Regions from separate parts of the Mus musculus genome. Here region 2 is linked to region 1. The links are chromatin contacts, called in public HiChIP or PLAC-seq maps. All regions are on one chromosome and are shown on one strand. The core of a region is the stretch at or near the end of the contact, and the rest is flanking DNA. Distances in the headings are between cores, read along the strand shown. Region 1 has its middle 23 kb from the start of Gm32684. Region 2 overlaps Gm39913 (a long non-coding RNA gene).

Evidence for each region. HiChIP or PLAC-seq counts read pairs in DNA pulled down with a chosen protein or histone mark.
Region 2: a contact with region 1 is called in a FOXA1 HiChIP or PLAC-seq map of pancreatic cancer cells. The contact joins two enhancer-like sites. A contact is called at or near these places in 3 of 39 promoter capture datasets (embryonic stem cells, hippocampal neurons and pre-B cells), 1 of 115 datasets of contacts at active chromatin or transcription factors (pancreatic cancer cells) and 1 of 9 other capture datasets (adipose tissue).

What each region holds. Positions count from the first base shown.
Region 1 is chr2:118,519,351-118,523,642 of GRCm38.p6, reverse strand. No RefSeq gene overlaps it. Among named protein-coding and RNA genes, the nearest start is that of Gm32684, 23 kb to the right of the region's middle. Within about 2 kb of position 2,887, at least 195 of the 459 cell types and tissues checked have an H3K27ac peak or open chromatin away from gene starts, as enhancers often do. A contact at or near this core is called in pancreatic cancer cells, where this site is marked.
Region 2 is chr2:118,835,346-118,839,637 of GRCm38.p6, reverse strand. It overlaps Gm39913 (a long non-coding RNA gene), which reads left to right. Exons shown (of 2, transcript XR_866660.2): 2 at 1,974-2,248. Knstrn (kinetochore-localized astrin/SPAG5 binding) reads right to left here. Exons shown (of 9, transcript NM_026412.3): 9 at 3,426-4,292. Among named protein-coding and RNA genes, the nearest start is that of Knstrn, 23 kb to the right of the region's middle. Within about 2 kb of position 1,852, at least 18 of the 459 cell types and tissues checked have an H3K27ac peak or open chromatin away from gene starts, as enhancers often do. A contact at or near this core is called in pancreatic cancer cells, where this site is marked.

The DNA.
Region 1 (4,292 bases), core at 1,638-4,137:
CTTGGCACCGAATCCTTTGTAAAATGAGACTCCTTTGGACCACTAAACCCAACTACTCCCCCTTAATCCCCTGCTTCCTGGGAGAACTTTTTGCCTAACTGGAAAAACTGTTTGGAACCGAATTCTAACCAGAATTAGAAATGCCACTCAGAGAGGTGAGAAGAGACTCTGTTAACCATGTTCTATCAGTCACTGACGTGTAAAACTTGCCTGGCTCCATGCCACCCTGCATTTGAGTGACATTAACAGTGCCTAAGAAGATGAGGCCCACTGATGAGCCGGTGACCACAGAGACAAGGAACTACCCTAAGCCCAGGGCACTGATCCAAAACAAGCTACATGGTTCCTGCCCTGAAGATCAGACCTTTCAAGAAGACTAGGTGGTGTGGAACATTGGGAAAGCCACCTGGCCAGGACGGAGGAGGTTCAATGTGTAAGATGACTCCATCCCTAACTGGTGACTTGGGGAAGGACCTCTCTGGCACTGGGCGTCCTCATCTGTCAGTGGGTAGGACTAGGCTTATTTGTCCACTGTTTTGTCCATTGGTTTCTTTGAGGGTGGAAGAGTCTTGCATTCTTTTGTTTGTACTAAAACAAAATATTGATCATCTCCCCAGGAAAAAGACACAGAGTGTGTCTAAACTCAAGGATTTATATATAAAATTTCAGGCAATTAGCTGGGGGCATGGCTGGTGTGAACCTGTAATTCCAGCACTGGGAAGGCTGAGGTAAATGGATTGAGACAACACTTAGTGAGATTCTCTCTGTCTCTGTCTGTCTGTCTGTCTGTCTGTCTGTCTGTCTGTCTGTCTGTCTCTCTCTCTCACACACACACACACACACACACACACACACACACACACACGGTTCTGTTGTTGTTTTGAAACAGGTCTTGCCATGGCCCTGACTGGCCTGGAATTCTTCCTCCTGAGTGCTGGGATTAAAGTCCTTCACCACTGTGCCCAGCTAAGAGAGATTTTTACACATAATAAAGACTACCTTATTGTAAAGCAACAAGCCTAAAAAAAAGCACCACAGAGGCTTAGAAGCACAAGGAAACCTTCTTCATTCCATCCTTCCCTTTATCCACACTGAGAGATGTTGCTTCTGCATCCTGTGTGCCTCACCCTCTGTGTACCGTGAAGGAGAATTGTGCAATCACTGGAGACTTGTGTTTATCAGACTGCATTCCTGATGTAAGGGGCCCACACTTCCTGTCCACACACTCAGAGACCAAAGCCATGACAATGGGCTGGTTCTTTCAGAAGCCACGACTCCAGTCCAGACAGGGTATTTGTGGCCAGTCTTTATAGCACTCTTATCCAACTTAAAGAGGGGTGCCTTCCCATAAACACAGCAAGGAAGTTCTGATCATGTTGTTTCAAGGCTCATCCTAAATTAGTGTCTGGGAACTAATCAGACCTTGAAAGTATAGGAAAACATGGCCTGAGGCTATGGGAGACCCATAGCAGGTACAGGCAGAGGCCAGGAGGTCTGCGTGTCCCTGATATAAGTTTCTTGTTTGTCACCCGAGTGAGCCCAGGGTTATGCCCGATGATTCTGACTTTGAAGTGGAGAAGGTTCAATGCCTGGTGGTCACCTCATTTCTAACACACATTTACCAAGTGCCGATGAGCCCCAGGCACCAATTTCAGAAGCTCTGAAAAAATGTGAATATACTCGAGTGAAATGGGCATTATTTTAAACAGAATCACAGAGAACCTTCCAGCCCCCAAGTCTGGTAAGATCAAAGCTAGGAAGAAGTCTCTTTGCTGACACCAGGGCCAGGATCCAGTCAATGTCCCACAGCTGGCCATTCCAAGCATGAAACTTCAATGATCCTTCCCCAAAGAAAAGAGTGATGGCTCTCTCTCTCTCTCTCTCTCTCTCTCTCTCTCTCTCTCTCTCTCTCTCTCTCTCTCTCTCTCTCTCTCCTCCCCCTTTCCTTCCCCCTCCCCTCTTTCCTTTCCAAATTTATCTCTTTTATTCTGTGTAATGTATGTGCACTGGTATGTGCCTAGTATACAGGAGCCAGAAGAGGGCACCAGCTCCCCTAGAACTGGAGTTTTGTAGGTGCTTGGAACAGAACCTGGATCACCTGCGAGAGAAGCATGTACCTCCAACTAGTAAGTCATCTCTCTAACGTCTGACACCATTCTCCTTTGGGGACAGTGTTTAAGACAAGGTCTCATTATGGAGCTCTGGCTGTCCTAGAACTCACTATATAGACCCGGCTGGCTTTGAACTCAGATACCCACCACCCTTTGCCTCCTGAATGTTGGGATTAAAGGTGTCTATCACTGTGCCCAGCTAGGTACTATTTTCTTGATCACCAATAGCTATGGTTGGGTGAGTGGCTCTGGACATACCTAGATAGACAAGAGGGCCCTGGAGGGGCCTGATGGGACCTGTGATAACTGGTCTCATTCCTCACCATAGCTCCACCCCCTAGCAAAGACCTTGACTCTGACCAGGAGTTCAGAAATCTCTAGAAAAAGGCAATGAAAACTCATCCTGAGAGTAACCTCATAAGTGCTAATGGTGTGGTGTTCAATAAGACCATCACCACCATCTTCCCTTCTCCCTATATAGTCCAGGAGCCCGGGATTTGTATGACAAAACTAAGCTGTTTCCTTTCTTCCTGGTGCCACAAGGCTCCAAGCAAGAGGGCTTGGAGTTCTGGGCTGAGATGCAGCTGGGGGAAGGGCACACTAGCCACGGGAGCAGTAAGCAGCTATCAGCAGCACAGGATGGCGGGCCACCTGCCTTGTGTGGGAGGTCACAGGCAGAGTTTTCAAGGGTCCTTTCTACCTTGGTGAAGCCCAGTGCACATGGCTGCTGGTGCCTGAGGGTGCAGCCAGGGTAGGCTGAGTCAGTGGACTGACACTTCGTCTGGCAGTGGCTTGCCAACAATCACCCTTCCACTCCTGGGAAGAATCAAGGAGTGGCTAGGCCTGTCCTGAGGTCTTCTCCAGGTCCCCAGCCATGCAGGAGCAGAGGGCGAGCTAAGGGGATGCTGGGAATGGGCTAGCCTGCAGTGTTTACATGTGAAGACAAGGGCATGCTGTGGTTAATCTTTCAAACCACCCCAGACATTTCTCTAATGGCTTTGGGCTGCCTCTTAGCTGGGTATAGGGATACTGTGTCCCTTTGCAAGGTCACTCACCCCTACCCTGTCTCTCTGTCTCTGTCTTGCCCCCCACCCCAAGAAATACCTGCTTGGCTCCTCAATAACGCATAGACCTTCCAACAAAGAGTTAACCTGCCCCTAGTAGCATCCCACCAGAGCCTTTGAACCAGCCTTCTGTGCCTGCCCATGTGTGTAGCCTCAGGACTGCCACTCACTCACACTTGCTGGCTCTGCTGCAGTGTACACAAAGGCTGCCTTGTTTCTGGCCGAGCTGGAGTCACATGTTTTCACTCTTAACCAGAGCTTTAAAACGAAACAGCCACCCTCTCTGGCCCCAGTTGACCCTGTTTACGTCTGTGGAGCCAATTCCAAACAGCTACAGTAGCGAAAACTGCTTTCTAGGGGGACTTCTTGACTGTCTGTGTAGAGAGAACAAATCCTCACTTTGTATAAAGGGGGGACTTTAAGGAGTTTAGGGAAATGCCTTAGAGGGGAAAATACTAGGAAGCCAGCAGCTGGCCACAACTTCTCTGTTTTCTAAAGTATCTCTTACAGGAGACCCCAGGGGCCAAAGATAAAGCTTGCAAGAAACAAAAGGATGAGCAGAGTTTTCAGGGCAAAGAGACAGAACCTTCTGGATATTCCTAGTGAGATCCCATTATTTAACCCTTGAAGAAAGTGATATTTTCTTCTTTCTTTCTTTCTTTCTTTCTTTCTTTCTTTCTTTCTTTCTTTCTTTCTTTCTTTCTTTCTTTCTTTAAAGAATAATAAGTTTTTGTTTTCTTTTGTGTAAGTGTGGATATGAGTGTTTGTGTATGTATATGTGTGTGTGTGTGAGTGTGTATAAGTGTATCTGTGTGTTTGTGTGAATGTGTATGAATGTGTGTGTGCGCTCGCGTGTGTACATAATGAGTTAATGAGCAATGCCCTTTGTTTGGTTTGTTTGTTACTAACAGTAGGAAAGAAAGTTCTCTTTCCTGGCGTAGGGAAATGACCTGAACTGTGGAGGCTTCTAGAAACGTCTGGTGTCAGGTCTGGCTGAGAAGGACCTGTTTTGTTTTGTTCTGTTTTTTTCTGTTTGTACCCTGAAGACTTTCTTCTTTCTCGTTGTGAGTGGTGACCCATGTTCACTGTGCAGGAAGCCAAGTTTCCTATGATTGTT
Region 2 (4,292 bases), core at 603-3,102, 320 kb before region 1:
TTGGGAAACTGAATCTTAATAAAACTGAGATTAAAAAGTGTTTGGTTATTATCAAAGCTTTATCAAAATGTTCCATGTACTGGCTGATTTTGTGTGTCAACTTGACACAAGTTAGAGTCATCAGAGAGGAAAGAGCCTCAGTTGAGGAAATGCCTCCATGAGATCCAGCTGTAGAGCATTCTCTCAATTTGTGATCAATGGGGAAGGGCCCAGCCCATTGTGGGTGGTGCCATCCCTGGCCTGGTGGTCCAGGATTCTGTAAGAAGGCAGGTTGAGCAAGCCATAGGGAAGCCAGCCAGGAAGCAGTACCCCTCCATAGCCGCTGTATCAGCTCCTGCCTCCAACTTTTTGAGTGCCTGTCCCGATTCCCTCCAGTGGTTGGGTATAAGTTTTGTGTGACTATGGGCTTCTGGTACCCCTAACTCCTGAGTTAAAGTCCCACCCCAGGAAGAAGAGAAAGCTTCCATGAAACTGTGCGACACTGATTCTCAACCTGTGGGTCAACAGGTGTCAACTATCCCTTTCACAGAGATTACCAAGACCGTAGGAAAACATACATTATGATTTATAACTAACAAAATTAGTTATGCAGTAGCGACAAAATAATTCTATGGCTGGGAGTCTCCACAACATGAGGAGCAGTATTAGAGTCACAGCAGGCAAGCTGAGAGTCACTGGACCTCACTTTCCTTTGTCACCTAGAAAAAAGGCTGCTTTCTTCTTCTCAAGTCTCTAAATGTCCTTTTGTCTTTCTATCTCGCCTCAGGTCTTTTTGGGGGGGTGGATGGGGGGATGGGTCTCATGACCCAGACTGGTTTTGAACTCCTAGGTTCTGTTGTTTCCACTTCCCAGGTGCTGAGATTATAGACTATGCTAGGCAAATGCCTAGCACCCCATAAACCACAATGATGTTGGGGTGGTGTGCTCAATGCAAAGGCAGGAGAATCCACTCCAGTGGGGAGCCACTTACAGCGAGGAACTGTTGGGGCTTCATGAGGAAGACCGGAGACCTTACAAGGGATCCACGGAGGCTCTCCATGAGGTTTTATAAATGGAGAAGGGCTTTGAAAAGCAGGCTGGCTGGTTTCCTTGTAAGATGGGGACAGAGATAAGGAACAGTAGGAAAGCAACTGCTTGCTGCAGGAAAGCTAGCTTCCTGTTAACTCCTTTTGTGTTAAGGATTAAGACAAAACTTTTTATCAAGTAGGCAAGTCTGGGAGATTTTTGGCTGTTTCCACTTTAATTCAGATCGGTAAGAGCAGGTAGACATTTTAGTTTCACCTTGGTGACTTTGATTCTCGTTTGGTTTTTATTATTATTTTCTTCATTTACATTTCAAATGCTATCCTCTTTCCTAGTTTCCTCTCTGAAAGTCCTCTATACCCCACCCCGCCCTGCTCTCCAACCCACCCACTCTTGCTTCCTGGCCCTGGCATTCCCCTGCACTGGGGCATATAATCTTTGCAAGACCAAGGGCCTCTCCTCCCATTGATGGCCAACTAGGCCATCCTTGGCTACATATGCAGCTAGAGACACAGCTCTGGGGGGTACTGGTTAGTTCATATTGTTGTTCTCCTATAGGGTTGCAGACCCCTTCAGCTCCTTGAGTACTTTCTCTAGCTCCTCCATTAGGGGCCCTGTGTTCCATCCAATAGATGACTGTGAGCATCCACTTCTGTATTTGCCAGGCACTGGCACAGCCTCACAAAAGAGAGCTATATCAGGGTCCTGTCACCAAATCTTGTTGACATATGCAACAGTGTCTGGATTTGGTGTTTGTTTAATGGGATGGATCCCTGGGTGGGGCAGTCTCTATTTTTAACCTGGCTTTTCAGATAGTTTTGAAACAATGGCCTCCTGTAATTCTGTTCCCCTTAAAACCACAAAACAAAACCCTGACACTGTACTCCTGCTCTGTAGTTGAGGGTGAATTTTTTTTTTCAAAAGTTTATTATTTGTGTGTGTTTCCTCAGAAGCTAAGAGGTCATTGGATCCCCGGAACTGGTGTGACAGATGCTGGAGGTAAACACTGGTCTTCTGAAAGAGGTCTCTTCACTGCCGTGTCATCTCCAGCCCTGCTGAGCAGGATCTTGAACTCTCAGTCCTCCTGCCTCCAGCTCCTGGGATTGATTAGCGGCAGGCATGATCTCACTACTAAGCCTGATTTTATGCAATGTTTGGGATTGAACCTGGGGCTTCATGTATGTTATTAAGAATTTTACCAACTAAACTACATCCCTAGCCTGGCCTCCTGCATCTTTCCTTTTTTCATCAGAGGTTTCATTTGGGTTTATAAGGGAAAACGGTGTGTGGGTTGCTGGGGATCGATTCCAGGGCCTTGTGCATACTGAACACATACTTTACCAGTGAATACTTTCATCTCTCCCACCCCTCAAGCCCTGAAAGTCCATGAGAAGTCTTTTGAAGTGTCATTTTAAAGATGGTTTAATCTGAGTGTAAGCGCCAAAGTGATATACACACAGGGGAAGGCAGTGGGCATGCTCAGTCAGGACTGTGGCTGGAGGCAAAGCTGGAAAAACCCAGTGGGAAAGCCTGGGCTATAAGGCGGCAGAGTACTGGGCTACAAGTGCTGTAGCTGGCGGGTAGCAGGTCTCAGTAAAGCACGTCCCTTGCAGCTTTACCCTGTGTTGACGCCAGGTTGATTTACTTATGAGGGATGATAGTTGGGGCCAGTGTGATTCCTGCACATTCACAGATCTCTGGCTGGAAGAATGGAAAGCAGAAAACCTTCTAGGAGTTTGTTTTGACCAACCTACTCTGCCCTCTATGTTCTGTGACAGAGATAAGACACCAATGGATATGTGTAACTTCTAAAACCAGTGCAGTGGAAAAGCAGAGTCAGTTAAGCTTAAGAGAAATAATGCCTGTGTGTTCTTACAGGTTTGGTGAGTCCCTTTCCACATGGTCTAAGTCACATGTTGACTGGTTGGATTCATCCCATTTTATGCAAAATAGAATTGGATTTGGATATATATCACAAAATTTAAAATGTGAGATACATGAAAATATCAAAGTGAGGTCATTATTTTGTATGTTAATTGAAGAATAAGAGTGAGACCAGGTATGGTGCTGCACACCTTTAATCCCAGGCAGAGGCAGGAGGATCTTTGAGTTTGAGGCCAGCCTGTATGAGCAGAGCTAAATGCTGGCAGCATCTTAGTATTGTTATGTCTGTGACCCATCACCTGTCTCCTATTTTGTAATTCTTCCTCACATGCCTAAGGCAATCTAGAATTGTATCTAACTGGTTCTAATAAAGAGCTGACAGGCAATAGCTGGGCAAGAAGTGGAAGGCAGATCTGGGCAGAGAGAGGGATGCTGAGGGAATATTTATACTCTTTATGACATAATCAACAATATGAGATTGTTTAGCAATTTTAGCCCTTTAAAGTTGGCACAGGTAGTGTGTGTGTGTGTGTATACAAAGGCATGGAAGGCAGGTTAAAATCTTTTGCAACCCAGAAGTCATTGTTCAGTATACGTTTTGATAGATATATAAGAATGGACTATGACACATAAGACAGCTCCATGATGGTGGGACACCTGCTCCCGTGTGGATCCTATAGCTAGTGTCCTTCAGTCCACTGCGTGCATGGACAGCAGCAGCGCAGTGCACTCCATGAGACTGTGAACTCCCTCATATGACTTCTGCTAGGACTTCATCTTCGAAGAATCACACGTCAAAGGAGCAGATGTGGATCACACAGGAAGCCAGAATGCAGTGTTCTATAGGACTCTTCCTGGAGTCCCATTCTGTGTATGGTGAACCTATATAAAGTAGGTATGCTTCACCTGCTGTGCGATGGTCTTTAGTTGTACCTTATAAACCTTATAAACCATTTTATACATTTGAAAAAGTAAAGAAAGAAAGAAAAAGTTAAGTATGGGACATTACTCAGCTTCGTTGGGGATCGGGACTCTGGTCAGTCTTAGTGATTTTGAAGGAGACATTAGGCAAGTTTGGTAAAGAAAACAGAAAGCTCAAAAGCAATGGGAATGGCCAAAGCAAAGGCTGCTGTGTTTCAGCTAAGGGGGAGAACATGGCTGCATTTTGGTGATCCCAATGGGGAGGGCCTGTTGCACCAGGCTCTAGGTTGGCTCTGACAGACAAGCTGCAGACATACAGACAGAACACAGGCATCTGGCCACCAACACGGTGAATAGAGCATGGCACACACAGCTACGAATGTGGAAGAACTGACAATCCTGGAAGGCAGGAGGCCTTGTCACAGGCACGGAGCGGATGGAGGGAAAGGCAGTCACAGTACCTT